Linked DNA regions of Zea mays: all the other regions are linked to region 5. A link is a contact called in public Hi-C data. All regions are on one chromosome and are shown on one strand. Each heading gives the region's core, a stretch centred on a gene start, on an enhancer-like site or on the middle of the called end of the contact. The rest is flanking DNA. Distances are from core to core; before and after follow the strand shown.

Region 1 (2,700 bases), core at 22-2,521, 340 kb after region 5:
CTCCGGCTGCGGGCACGGCGGGTAGTAGTTCACCGCCATGTGCTGCGCGTGCCTCCCCATGGCCGCCACCATGTGGCTCCGCTCCAGGCCCAGGCTCTCCGATATGGCCTCCAGCAGCCTCAGCGCCAGCGCCCTGGCCTCCGTCGCGTAGGTGCCCACCACTTGCCTGTCAAAGCAAAGCAGCCACCACGCGTACGACTTGTCAATTTGCGATGCTGCTTGCTGCTGCATGCATGCGTCGAGCACTCGAGCTGAGCTGTATTTCTCGGCGACGGAATAACAGTTACCAGCATGGTCGACTTTCTGTGTGACAGTCGTTCGATCGTTTTTCTTTTTTTTTCATGCTTTTTCAGGAATGGTCAACGTCGAACATGTAAGTCGTTTCAAGTTTCGGTTTGACAAGTCCTTCCTTTTGAAAAGGAAAAAAAGAAAAGAAAAAAAAGCTGAGTTTGACAAAACAACCGTTCGAGTTGATTTGGTACGATCGGAGGACCGGAGACGAGAAAAATCAGAGAGCCGTAAAGTCAGCTTCACCGCAGAGAGAGACGCAGAGAGAGAGAGAGAGAGAGAGAGACGAAAGCAAATTGAGAGACGGATTGAGGGAGGATGGAACGGTCACCTGAAGGACGGCGGGTTTGACGGCCACTGGTCGACGAAGCTCTGGAGGGGGTAGCAATGCAGGCGCAGGAAGTCGCGCCAGTTGCTGACCTTCTCCGTGCGCACGTTGAAGCTGGTGGACAGCCGGATCGCCTTGTTGGGGTCGTCGGAGTAGCACTTGAGCCGCTCCGACTCCGGCAGGTGGAAGAACTCCCGCGCCACGCGCAGCATGCCCTCCACGACCGCCGCCGGGATGCCGTGGTTCGTCACCTGTCCACACGACACGCGCGCATTCACGTGCGCTAACCAGTGTCAGTCTGCTAGCTGGTTGGTTGGTTGTTTGTTCCATAAGGTCGTCGTACGACCCGTTACGTACCATGAAGAAGCCGTCGGATTCGCAGGCCTTGCCGATGGCCTCCACCACCTTACGGCGCTCCGGGCCGTTGAGCTTCTTGAGGTCGATGAGCGGGATCCCGGCGCCGGACTCGTTGTCGACATTGGCGAGGTCCGGGCGGTCTCCGACAGGCCTGATGTGGCTCGATGGGACCTTCCCGATCTGTGCAACGAGATCGGTAAGGAGAGGCTTGGAAATGGCTGGGGCCATGTTATACTATGTTCCTTGGGGCTGTGGACGCTCGATCGATCTTGGGGCTGCAGTGTTAGCTGTAGTTTAGTGCTGGCTGATAGCATGCTTCGTTTTGCCGCTCCTTTTATAGGCACCCAGGGAGGCGTCTTTGCAATATTATAGGAGTACTAGATTGACTGAACGGCCGAACCAAACCACATTGGTTTGTCGGAGTGTCGTAATGGAGCCGTGACCATTCGCTGTTGTATGTAGTACTACAGGAGCCAGGTCCGAGTTGTGGTTTTCGCGAGCGAAAACGACAGGGACAACACGTGATCACCTTCATCCCCAGCTCGTAAAAATGCCGCGTGGTTAATAATCTGGCAGCCTGGAGAACCCAAGCTTTCCAGCAGTCGGCTGCCGACCAGGTTATGTTGATTGCCGCTGGCGGCGCCGCCCGTGTTCTCCGTCTGCTAGAGCACTCGCTGCGCCTAGTACCCATGGCAACTACACGATGGTGGTCCGACACGAGGATGGCTCTACCCGACTAGAAGCGTGCTGGGCCGATCCGACCCGATAGTCATGTCACGCTTGGACCAGTCGTCTGGTCCACGGTGTAGACACGAGCGTAGCCCGTTTAAAGGGTAGATACGATAACAACCTGTTTGATTGACTGGTTTTGTAACAACCAGTCTATTTTTAGCTGATGATTCTATTATTATACGAGAGCATTTTAAATTGTGATATATATATTTATATGTGTATCCAAAATTGATTGTCTAATTATATATCTGAAATTATAAATATAATTAATTAAATCTAAAATAAGTTTAATTATTGCTTTTAAATCCTGAACTTTAGAGTGTTTTATTGGTTTAGGGGCCGGAGTCCAATACGACGAGCCTGTCGTACCTCCGATCCGACACGCCTCGTGTAAGAATAAACGTACCGAATCTAGACCGTGTCAGGCAGCCCATAGGCCAGGTTAACCTAGCACGATACTTAACCGTGCAGGACTCATAAACCTCGTGTCGGCCCCAGCTGTGCCCATGGCTGGTCGGCCCGTTGGACATATATAATGGCAACTGAGAGCCTCCATCCCGGGCGTGACGAGTGCCGACGGTCGCCGTCGTGCCGTGAACGTCATCGTGCAGTTAGCCAGCCCTTCGTCGGTGTAGGATCAGTCCGACACGCATGCAGTGTCGTGACCCGGCCCCCCTCCGAAGGTCCGCCACGCATCGCATCGCATACGAGGATGGAAATCTAGCCACGCCAGACGTTTACACATGCAAGCTCCACGGGTTATCAGCGTCGCCGTCCCGGAGGCACGGCGCCGACACGGCCGCATGTGCCGCGGCGGACGCGCCACCAGACCAGTCCCCCCCCCCCCTCGGTTGCGGCCAGTACCGGACGATAGCCAACAACCATTTTATTTTTCCGGTTCTGTGAATCGGCGCGCGTGCGAATCACATGGTTGTTGAGCGCCGAGAAAAATATCGGCGCCGCCCACGCATCGGCATCGTACGCTACACTACAGC
Region 2 (2,700 bases), core at 4-2,503, 490 kb before region 5:
CAATTACTCACCCCACACCACACACACGCACACGTAATCACCAATGAAATAGATAGATGTACTACGCGCGCCTATCGCCATGTCCCTCCTAGCTGTGGCGTGGCATGTGTCTCGACGACTCGCCGCCGATCTCCCCGTCCTACGGTTGGGCTGGGGGCGCATGCATGGCTGGCGTACGGCGAGCAGCACCGGAAACGACCCATCACACAGTACGCGCTGCGCACTGTGCTGCCACTGGCTCACTGTGTGGGAATAACTACGCGCGTACTGGCAGTACTTGGTGCGCTCGCCAGGCGTCGATCGCAGCCGGCGCGACATGGCGGTGGTAGGCGGTAGCTGATCTACGGAAGCGCCCGGACGGCCGGTGTCCCCGCCGGCACGGAGGAGGCCCCTTTTTTTCCCCCTGCCTGCCACGGGGGCAAAGCATGTGATCCCTTCCCTTCCGTCGTTCCCCCGATCGGACGCGAAAGAATCAGCTGGGTACAATAAACACGCCGATCCCGATCCCGTACCCGCGGCCGCGGCCACGGCACGCTCCCGGGTCCCGAGCCCTCGACCGGACCCGACCCGACCCGACCGCCGCATTTACCCTCGGCAACTGCGCCGTACCACGGTGCCCGCGTACCAAACCGGCGCGCGCGTATGCCACACACCATTCATGGGTCCTGGGTCCTGAGTCTCCTGACCCGCGCAGCGAGGCGGCCGCTGCATTGCATCGCGGCGCGGCTCCACCCGCACGCGCACCCGCAGTCGTGCGGGCATGGACCTGGACTCTGGCTGTAATAACCACAAGTGGCCCTGGCGTCCGCCTAACCCAGCCTGTAAAGATCTCTCGTCGCCTCGCTCGCGCAGACGCAGGCACCACCAGCCACGCACGCGCACCCACCCGCAGACGGATCGGGCACGGCCAGAGCCAATGAGCCAGAACCAGAGCCAGGCAACCAGCCCACACCCGCTGCTCCCCACCGGCCCACCCCACTCCACTCCGCTCCACTAACCAACGCCCAGGGTTTTTAATAATCCCGCCACAACCCAACCACTCCGACCGCTTTTCCCCCGCGCGTTTCAAAATCAGCGAGGCCGCGAGGGCAGCGGTAACACCGTGGGATTAATCATCAATCAACCAGGCAGGTACTCGTAAGCTGATGGGGGTAAAGCAGGGGGATTAGTGAGGACCTCGTTTGAAGCCGGGTATAAAAGCCGCGAGGCTAGCAAAGGCGACCTCGCGAGGAAAAACTACCTGGGCCGCCACCGCCACAGCCCCGCCCCGCCCCGCCCCCGCCTCCCGAGCTGAGCGAGCGACTCAGCAAGCGCGCAACGGAACCAGCCGCCGCGGCGCGCCATGGCGCCGTTCCAGATGCGTTTCGGGCTCCAGATCTCTCCCGCGCGCTCCGACGACGACGAGGAGGAGGACGACGACGACGACAACGAGGAGGAGTATGACGAGATGGCGAGCGAGGGGACGGCCTCGCCGCCGATGATGCTCCGGCCAGGGAGGGGAGGGGGAGGGCTGGTGAGCGCCGTCGTGGGCGCGCTGCGGAGGTCGCTGGTGATGTGCAGCGCTGGCGCCGTGGATATCGACGACGACGACGACGAGGAGGAGGGCGGGATCGAGATCGGGCGGCCCACGGACGTGCACCACGTCTCGCACGTCACCTTCGACCGCTTTGGTGGCTTCCTCGGCCTCCCCGCGGACCTCGAACCCGAAGTGCCGCGGCGCACGCCGAGTGCCAGGTGAGCTCGCCAGTCGCCGCTGCCGCTGCCGTGCGGGTGATTACGCTTCGATTTTCGCTTCAGCTGTAACTTTGTGTGCCTTAGTTTTTCCCGACTGCTTCCGTGACGGAACTGTAGCTTTCTGATGAAGTGCCCGTTGTCCACAAAGACGCTACGCGAAAAAATGGGCGTGTTCCTAAATTCAGTTCTACAAGTTTAGGCGCACACTGTTTTCAGCGGACGCTCCTAAGCAAGCTGACGAAAGTGAGCTGTATTTTTGTTTTTCTCTGTGTTTAGCAATGATACAGTTCTGTAACAAGGTGGTTAGCTGAGGGTTCCGAATTAATTAGTAGTAACTGGACAAGTTGATCTCGTGGAGAGAGAGAGACGAGAGGCAGTACTTTTAAAGTACTACGAGTTGTTGCTTTCTGTATCAGGAAGTACAGATGGGAATTTAGTTATCTTGGATTGTTTACTTTCTGCACCTGGCATAGAAGAGATTCTGAATATCTATTCTGAGGGCATATAGTTCTGAAGATAAATGCGTGCTTATCAAAAAAATTATATAGGATATTCTTACATGGCTAATGGTATATTCAGCCCAAATGAATTTTGTCGCCAAACTTGATTTGCCCATGTGCTTGAGCTTGAAACAACAAGGCTGTTTGAGGTGGTTGGCAACATGGGCTACAGAATCTTCTAACCTATCTTTTATTTTGGGGTATGTTCATTTGTACTTGGATCAAATATGGTCTCTGTTGTTTTTGTCTTTTTCCATTTACCAAATGGGTTCGCACGGTACTTTTAGGTTGTTGGAATAAGATCAGGATCTTCTTACCTATATAGACAGTTTCCTTCTTGTGTTTGCTTTTACATTCTATCTCTTTGCTAGTAGTGGTTGCTGATGCAGTCTTTAGCTGTTATGGTGGTCTGAAAGTATATGCCATAAGGCCTTAAACATGATGCGTAAGTGTAAGTCTAAGTTCA
Region 3 (2,700 bases), core at 66-2,565, 430 kb after region 5:
GCGGCCGCGGCGTTGATGTTGCGGAAGTCGAGGGCCTGGCGGAAGCGGTGGTGCTCGTAGAGTGTGGCGGGCGGCGCGGGCGGCATGAAGAAACCGCCCGCGCCGCCGCCGCCGCCGCCGCCCCAGGGGCCGTAGGGCGACGCGACGGGCGCCATGGGGAGCGGGAGGCGCGGCATGCGGTGCGGGTCGCGGGAGTCGGCGCGGCGCTTCCAGTCGATGAAGAGGCGGTCCCGCGCGGTGTCGCCGGCGCCGCGGCAGAAGGAGACGGTGTCGCCGGCGTCGAGGCGCTTCTCCTTGACGAAGCGGCTCCAGCCCTTGGTCATGACGTAGCTCTGGCTGCTGTTCCAGTAGGAGTAGCGGAAGCGCCAGAGCTTACCGGCGCGGTCCTCGAAGCTGAGCAGCTGGCCCTTCTCGTTGGCCGCCGCGTCCAGCGGGAAGTACTTCTCCGCGTGCTGCTTCGGGATCACCAGCCGGTTGAGCTTCCCCACGTCGCTGGGCGTCACCACCTTGTCGAACATGTGCTCCTTCTCGATCACCTGCACGTCGTCGCTCCCGCCGCCGCCGCTCCCGGACGCCCCGGCGCCGTCGCTCGAGCGGGGGGCAGCAGCAGGACCCGATGAGGCCGCCGCGGAAGGCGAGGACGAGGAGGCGGCGGCTCCGGTGTCGGCCGTCGCTGCCGCTGTCATGAAGGGGATCTCGCGCGGAGACGCCTCCTCCTCCTCCTCCTCTTCCTCCTGCTCTTCCTCCTCGTCCTCCTCCCTGGAAAACCTACTCGAAGAGCTCGCGAACTCCATAGCTAGCTACGCCCTGCAGGGCTCCTCCTCCTCGTCTTCGTGTAGAACGACGCCTCCCCTTTCGAGCGCGCGCTGGCCTGCCTTGTCCCTGTTGCGGGCAGCGGCTTTGATGCGACGCGGTCCCTGCTTGGCGGAGACTGACTAGCTGGCTGCTTGGTTGCTTGCTCGCTGGGGAGAGTGAGGAGGAGGAGGAGGGGGATCTATCCGCGATGAGGCCAGCCCCAGCCTATCTATATCTACCACTCCTATCTGTCTGCTCTCTGCCCCTCTCTTTCTTTAGTTTCTCTCTCCTTCCCTCTCGCGCTCGGATCGAACTCCTCCGCCCGCGCGTCGGAGGAAGAGGGGGCAGGGTAGGAAGCCAGCCGGGGGCTCCGATCCGCTGGGGCTGGGGGAGGGAGGCCGGGATCGATAGGACGGAGAGAGAGAGAGAGTGCGTGGTAATTAGAGTTGTGTGGCTGGTTCTTCTCTCTCTCCAGTCTCCAGCGATTGGTGGCGCTTGTTGGGAGGGGTAAAGCGAGCTGTGGGAAAGCTGCTAGCCGCTTGCTGCGCGCCCACAAGGGCCGGGAGGAGGGAGTTCCATTCCAGCCCAGCCCACTGGCCACTGCCCACAGGGCGGGGATGCGAGCTGGCGAGGGGAGGGAGACACACACGGAGGGGGGGCACTGACTGCCCTAGAAGATTCCTCGAAGGTGGCCGGGCGCACCCTACCGATCGTATTCCTATTCCTAGTAGGAATATAATGGTGCATTGCATTATGCATTTCTATTCTGAGAGTTACTGCTGAGTTGTAGGACCATGTTTACAAACAACCTAGTTTTTAAGAATGCACTTTCGATTTCTAGTGTTTTTGAAACTGGGTTATGAAAAAACAATAGTTAATAGTGTTTGGAACCATCTCAATTTCTATAAACTAGTTTTAGTTAGAGAAGCTAGATTCTTGGTTTTTAAGAAACTTCTATAAACTAGTTTTAGTTAGAGGAGCTAGATTCTTGGTTTTTAAGAAACTGAGAATCTAGTTTCTAAGAAATCGATATGTTTAGAATCACTTCTATTTTTATAAACTAGTTTCTTAAAAACCGGAGACTTTTAAACATGTCCTTAGCTTCAAGCAGCGTATTGCATGGTCCTACTGCATGCTTTGCCTTCTTTCAGTATTGTGTTTTCCGGCCGGTCTATTGAATAACACTAGTCGGTTGTCCGTGCGTTGCGACGGCTTACAACAATACCCACGTATACTATCTATCAAAAAAATTCAAGATTTTTTATTGATTGTCTCCTCTCTTTATATAATATATTTTTTATTTGACTAACTGATGTTATTATTTACTCCATACAAATATGTCTTGGTACAACACGGCCAATGAAGTGAGCGATTATAAGATAGTTCACAACGGTTGACTGAATAAACAGATATTATAAAATGACATAATTCCATCATACATAGACCAAATAAGAGAAAGTTTGTGAGATCAAGTTTCTAAAATAAGTCTCATGAAGTCAAACTTATAAAAAAGATAGATCAAAATATGGAGTGATTGCTAAAGTCAGGCATCAATAAAAATTGGATGTGCTCCATATAAATTATGCTACTTCGTAGCAATTACTAACGTTTAAAACCAACAAATGACCTTTCATTTTGCTGTTAGTGTGACAAATCATTGCTACTCCATCCAATTCAGCAACCTCAAACACCATGTAGTCCATTGCGCTAATGTGGTCTCAGAAACGACCTAATGCTTGCAAGAGCCAAGGACGTCGTGCCGTGCTTGGGCTGTAGCCTCAGCCCGTAGTGCTGGCCCGGCCCGACACGATTATTTTTTTATTTTACAAAAAAACGTATATACCTATATACAATTTATATTCAATATTAAAAATATTTTAGTGTGATGTTCTACTGGTTAAACAG
Region 4 (2,700 bases), core at 137-2,636, 390 kb before region 5:
CGGCGACGGCCGGCAAGGCTGTAGATTCAAATCAACCAACCCGTTAGGTGCGCAGTTGTTTTTCCAGGACAGCCGAAAGGGCAAAGTGAGGAACAGTGGTAATTAAAGCTGGTGTCCAGATGCGTGCATGCATGGGTGTGTGTGACAAGGCTCCGACTCGATCCGACGCCGCGTTCAACTCCAGGGCCAGCCTGCAAGCACCACTGCTGCATATCAAAAACCCCACGCGCGCGTCTTATTCATCATGGATTGGCAAAACAGTCTTCCCTTGACAGTAGCCCGGCCCCGTCTTAATTTCTGTCCAGATGATCATTCTGTTCTGTCCTTTTTGCATGCAGCCTGCTGGCCGGGTACGTGGCGTTTCACAAGACGCTGGCCGAGACAGCGACCGCGGCGAGGTGACAAGAATGATCACGGTTCGGGCGCCGGTGGGCGGTGGCAAGCGACGTCGTCTCGGTCTGTCGGTCATCGGTCCCCCGGCCCGGAGTAGCTAGTTGCCCATGCGGCCATTCCATTGGTCATACGATGCCACCCGCTGGATTCATGTTTCGAACATGCTCTAATTCACGAGCGCTTGGCAGTTCCACGACATTCTTGCGCAGGCAGAGAGGCAACAGCGTTTCGTATCGTTCGTTGCTATGGTTCGTCCAATCAAGTTCGGAAAACCCATGAACGTGTGATGATGACCAGTGTCAAACAAGAAGCGTGCTAGTTGTAGTAGAGCTGCTCTTCGTAGACTCAGCTCAGGCCTCGCATGCTAATCGCTATTATTACCGTGTGCTCCATGTGTGTGTCTGTCCTGTTTCCACGACAGTTCAATCGACCGGCAGTATTTCTGCATGTGTTATGGAACCATTGCGCATGCGTTTATGGAAAAAAGGAACGCGACCGATGGTTCTACAGAGAATATTGACGAGAGACTGGGAAATACGTACAATGCCAGCTTTCTCTCGCATGTGCCTTCGTGAAACTTTGAGTTGAATCTTTGAACGCCAACCCCATTTCTTTCTGAATAAATAAATCAAGATTAAAACTTGGAATCAGTTCTCTTTGTTTGCGTACCACTTGGTCGGTCCAGTTGGAGTGTAAATAAATAAAACTCTAATGTACGTGGACCTGGACCTGGACCTGTGGACCATCGCTGGAGACTCACCAAGCAAGTAGCCCAACTTGCGTTCCAGTCCATGTACTTCCACGTGATCGTGATCGTGATCGGGCCCACACATCTACGACTCGATCGCACTCATGACCCAACAGGCCAACATGAGTTTTTTCCCCGTATATCCATGGACCTTAACTGAGTAAACGGGCTCCTAAAGAGGCCCAGTATCACGTTTTTTTTTATTTTCATCCCAGTTAATCATAGCCGCACGTTTGATGGTCACGCTCCGGTCACTCCTTGTCCCTGAGTCCTGTTCAAGAATCAAGACAAACTGGCAACGAGAAACTAGCGGATTTCCTGAATCCTGAGTTCCTCACCGGCGAGGCGAGCACGGAAAAAATCGCATGGCCTTGCAGCACGCAGGTCCAGCTAGCTCTACGCTGACCACCGGCCGTCATGGCAGGAGCGCCGCAGCCGTCCTCCGTAGGCCACCGACGGGTTCTAGCAGCCGTTTGAGGGCGCATGCGCAGAAACCCGTCGCCGGATCCCGTTCCCGTGGCGCGGGAGCCGAGACCGCGACGTCCCCCTCATCCTCCCGCTCGGAGAACGCCGTCCTCAAGGCCGCCTGGTACGGCTCCGAGCTCCTCGGCATCGCCGCGTCGCTTCTCCGGCCCGCGCCGTCGTCGCCTCAGGAGGGGGATGCTGGCGGTGGCGGTGACGCAGAGGGCGAAGCGGCGGCGGTGGCGGGGGCCCTGGACCTGGACCACGCGGGAGTGGCCGAGGCCATTAAGGCGGACTTCGCGCGGTCGTACTTCGTCACAGGTCTCAATCTTCTCCAATGAACTGTCACGGGTACGTGCTTGATTAATTATCTGAGAACGGAACGCGTGCCGTGTGCGTTCCGGCTCGTTTCGTAGGGAATCTCACGCTGAGAGCTTACGAGGAGGACTGCGAGTTCGCCGACCCGGCGGGCTCGTTCAGAGGCCTGCGGCGGTTCAAACGGAACTGCACTAATTTTGGGTCTCTGCTCGAGAAATCGAACATGAAGCTCACTAAATGGGAGGACCTGGAGGTACGTGCGAACCACACTCTCCAGCAACAGAAGTCTATAACTTTGTAATTTGAAACACCGAGATGTGTCAACCATTGGTGGTAAAAACAAATGAACAAAAACCGACTGATGTGTGTGCCGCTGCTCGATGCATCCGGTTGCAGGACAAGTCGATCGGGCACTGGCGTTTCAGCTGTGTCATGTCGTTCCCCTGGAGGCCTATTCTGTCAGGTGATTCCAGTTTTGTTGAAGTGAGCCAAACCAGGGCTTGATCCCTGCTGGTCCATTCATGTTGTTGCTCACCTCAGTTCGCCGGCTGTTTTATGCGTATTTTGCTCGGGCCCTGACACGGTGTTTACTGTCGTCCTGCTGTTTCAGCAACCGGGTACACGGAATACTATTTCGATGCTGAATCGGGGAAGGTGTGCAGGTACTGAAAACTTATATGCACTCGTGTTCAGCGATCCTAGGGTCACGAACATCCAAGCATATTTGTGGCTAGCCACTCGATAGATGTTCTACATGCGTATGTGGCGAGGACTGACAG
Region 5 (2,700 bases), core at 63-2,562:
ATATTTTGTGGCACACTGCACAGGTTGGAAAAAGTTCGCGTGCTTGGGTTGGGTGTGTCCTTGCGAGACGGAAACCGTGCAGAGGAACGGAGCCGTCCACCGGTCCACGGATGTACCGAACCCGAGCAGCTGCCCTGGGTGACCTGACTGACCTGAGCGAGCAGCCAGAAAGCATGGCTGGCAGTGGCACTGGCAGGACAAAAAGCGGGCCCAAATCATGCATCGACACGCCTAGCTCATCGACAAAAATTTAATCCGCGCAAAGATTCACAACTCCACAAACTTGGAAGACGGAATCTACCTATGCACAAGAGGGATCTAATCTCCTAGCCTTTTTTTGGGGGGGTGGCCGCTTTACTCATTTTGCCTATGTACAATTCGAGAGCCTTGGGTTTCTTCTCTGCCTCGGCTGCTGTCCGTCCCCGTCCCTCCCACGGAACGGAAGCAAGCAAGCAAGCGTCGATGGATCCAGGCAGACGCGCATTCCCCACGGGGGAAGTGGCGGGCGGTGGTGAGCTCTCACTGGTAGCCGCCCAGGCCGGTGAGCAGCAGCTCGTGCGGCCGCAGCAGCGTCGGGGAGGGCACGGGCGCCAGCGGCGCGCCGAGGTAGGAGAAGTCGAAGTCGGAGGCGTCGGGGACGCCGGCGGCGGCGGCCCAGAGCGCGCCGGCCATCTCGTCGGGGATGAGCGGCGCGCGGCAGAGCGGGCACGTGCGCTGGTCGTGCTCCATCCAGCGGTCGAGGCAGGCCCGGTGGAAGACGTGGCGGCAGTTGCTGAGCCGCCGCACCTCGTCGCGGCCGCCGATGCCGCTCAGGCACACCGCGCAGTCTCCGGGCTCCGGCTCCAGCTCCAGCTCGTCGAACCGCACCACGGGGAGGACCTCCTCGATGACCATCGCCGGCACCGCCCGGAACTCCGGGCGCCGGTGCTGCAGCATCGCCGCCTGCTGCGGCAGGTCCCGCCCCTGCGCGGCGGCGCCGTGCTGCTGCTGCTGGTGGTCCTGCAGCAGCGCCTGGTGGTCGTCCCCGAGATCCAGCAGGTCGCCGAGCCCCACGGCGTCGAACGCCCAGAGGAGGAAGCGGCGGATGTACCCCAGCAGCAGCAGGAGGTGGAGCAGCTGCTTCGGGAGCACCAGCTCCGAGTAGCCCACCGGGAAACCCATGCCTGCCGCGACCGGGGCAGCGCTTGTCCGGATTTGCGCCCTGGGCGTGTCCGGGCTTGCGGTGGTGGGAGGGGGAAGGTGGGGGCGACGCGATGTGCCGGGTGCTTCTTGCGGATATGCCGATATGGCGCGGTGGCGATGCGTGGACGGGAGAGGCGAAGCGGGCGCGGTGGTGGCTATATAAAGCGCGAGGAGGAGGGATGGGCGATGCGGGGCCGCATATCGTGCATTCGGTACTGGTGGGCTGGCCGGTGCCCCCCACTGCCCCCGTGCCGTGCCGTGCCTCCCTCGTGTGAGCCCAGCGCCCGAGCGACAGACCCACCCCGGACCCGGATTCCATCGCTCCCCTCCTCAACGCAGGCAGGGAGGGAATAGGAATTTCGTATTGGCCACTCGGTGGTCCGCTCGCCCCCGCCGTACCCACCCGCACACTACTGCCCTGCCGCTGCCGGATCGGTGCAATGCACGGTTCGCTAAAGGCAGACGAAGCACCTGTGCGTGCGGTGCGTGCATCTCTCCACCTCCCACACGGACCACGGTCCCACTGTCCACACACGTACTACCTGCAGGCTGTAGATACTACCAGTAACAGCCCGCCATTGCTACCAGGCCGGCCGGAAGGGGTCAAAACTTCTCAGCAGTCTACGCGTCAGGGACGCCATGTCCATTTGCGTGCGTGGAGTGAGCTCCAGCTATTCAAAAGTTTTAAGGCTTCCTCCGTGTCCGTGGACGGGGGAGATCTCTTTCTCCTTTCTTTTGGACACGTAGGACGAGAACTGACGGCAAAGGATCGAGCGTGCTGCAGCCTGCAGGTGGATAAAATAACCACCATCTATCTCTTGTTGCACCTCTCGCAACGCACATTAAAAGCTCCCGTCCCTGTACCAAGGACAGGGAGATGGCTAGCGCGCGGTGAAAAAGAAAAATAAAAGAAAGGGATGGTTGCACGAAGGTTCTTGGATCCTTTTGCTTCTCGACCACGAGACGAAAGGGATGGGGGAAAGGACGCAAACGCAAGTTGCCGGGTGACTCGGTCGAGTGCTTTGTCTCGTTCTGGCCCCCCGGGGGGAAGTCTCGCTCGCATGCTGGCCGCCCCTGCCGTCTGCTCAATGCTCATCATGCATCGCATGGCGCCGTGGGTTCACGCACCGCTTCTTTTTTTTAGGTTGCTTTTGCCTGATATTTTACGACGCCCGTTTCTCTCAGCGCGCTTGGGCTTGCATCATGCCCGATCTTTCTGTGTACGTGCGGGTCTCTAGTTTATATAGGCCCGCCAAGTCAAAAGAGGACGGCACGCGTTGGTTTCTGCTTTACGTTGCTGGTGTGGAATTTGTTGCGGCTCATGTCACCCCGGACATCTCTTGGAAAGCCAAAGTTAGTAGGAGTAGAAAAAGGCAGAGTCACCACGTCACTATATATCTGTTTGGCTTCGCAGCAGTGGATTAGTTAAATTTACTACGCATCAGTGAACATGAGGGGAGGAAAAACTACCACTGCAGCAACTTCGGCGGGGTCAGTGTTTTCAGACGTCGCTACAGA

What was found. Hi-C and Micro-C count contacts between places; a contact is called where the count stands out from the background.
Region 1: a contact with region 5 is called in a Hi-C map of bundle sheath, with 3 times the contacts expected there. The contact joins the promoter of LOC100501142 here to the promoter of LOC100284422 in region 5. A contact is called at or near these places in 9 of 25 Hi-C or Micro-C datasets (bundle sheath, ear, endosperm and 4 more).
Region 2: a Hi-C map of tassel shows a contact between it and region 5, with 3 times the contacts expected there. The contact joins the promoter of LOC100194213 here to the promoter of LOC100284422 in region 5. A contact is called at or near these places in 3 of 25 Hi-C or Micro-C datasets (ear, leaf and tassel).
Region 3: a contact with region 5 is called in a Hi-C map of endosperm, with 2.5 times the contacts expected there. The contact joins the promoter of LOC103646035 here to the promoter of LOC100284422 in region 5. A contact is called at or near these places in 3 of 25 Hi-C or Micro-C datasets (bundle sheath, endosperm and leaf).
Region 4: a Hi-C map of tassel shows a contact between it and region 5, with 2.8 times the contacts expected there. The contact joins the promoter of LOC100216931 here to the promoter of LOC100284422 in region 5. A contact is called at or near these places in 5 of 25 Hi-C or Micro-C datasets (bundle sheath, ear, endosperm and 2 more).

The regions. Positions count from the first base shown.
Region 1 is chr2:15,772,833-15,775,532 of Zm-B73-REFERENCE-NAM-5.0, reverse strand. LOC100501142 reads right to left here and starts at 1,271. Exons shown (of 4, transcript NM_001365475.1): 1 at 974-1,271; 2 at 620-867; 3 at 1-166. The coding sequence starts at 1,201.
Region 2 is chr2:16,606,986-16,609,685 of Zm-B73-REFERENCE-NAM-5.0, reverse strand. It overlaps LOC100194213 (Rho GTPase-activating protein 3), which reads left to right and starts at 1,253. Exons shown (of 5, transcript NM_001359431.1): 1 at 1,253-1,734. The coding sequence starts at 1,343.
Region 3 is chr2:15,682,723-15,685,422 of Zm-B73-REFERENCE-NAM-5.0, reverse strand. LOC103646035 (B3 domain-containing protein Os02g0683500-like) reads right to left here and starts at 1,315. Exons shown (of 1, transcript NM_001322952.1): 1 at 1-1,315. The coding sequence starts at 794.
Region 4 is chr2:16,510,411-16,513,110 of Zm-B73-REFERENCE-NAM-5.0, reverse strand. It overlaps LOC100216931, which reads left to right and starts at 1,386. Exons shown (of 5, transcript NM_001366947.1): 1 at 1,386-1,924; 2 at 2,020-2,174; 3 at 2,318-2,384; 4 at 2,532-2,583. The coding sequence starts at 1,507.
Region 5 is chr2:16,116,189-16,118,888 of Zm-B73-REFERENCE-NAM-5.0, reverse strand. It overlaps LOC100284422 (RING zinc finger protein-like), which reads right to left and starts at 1,312. Exons shown (of 1, transcript NM_001157317.2): 1 at 237-1,312. The coding sequence starts at 1,161. The coding sequence ends at 520.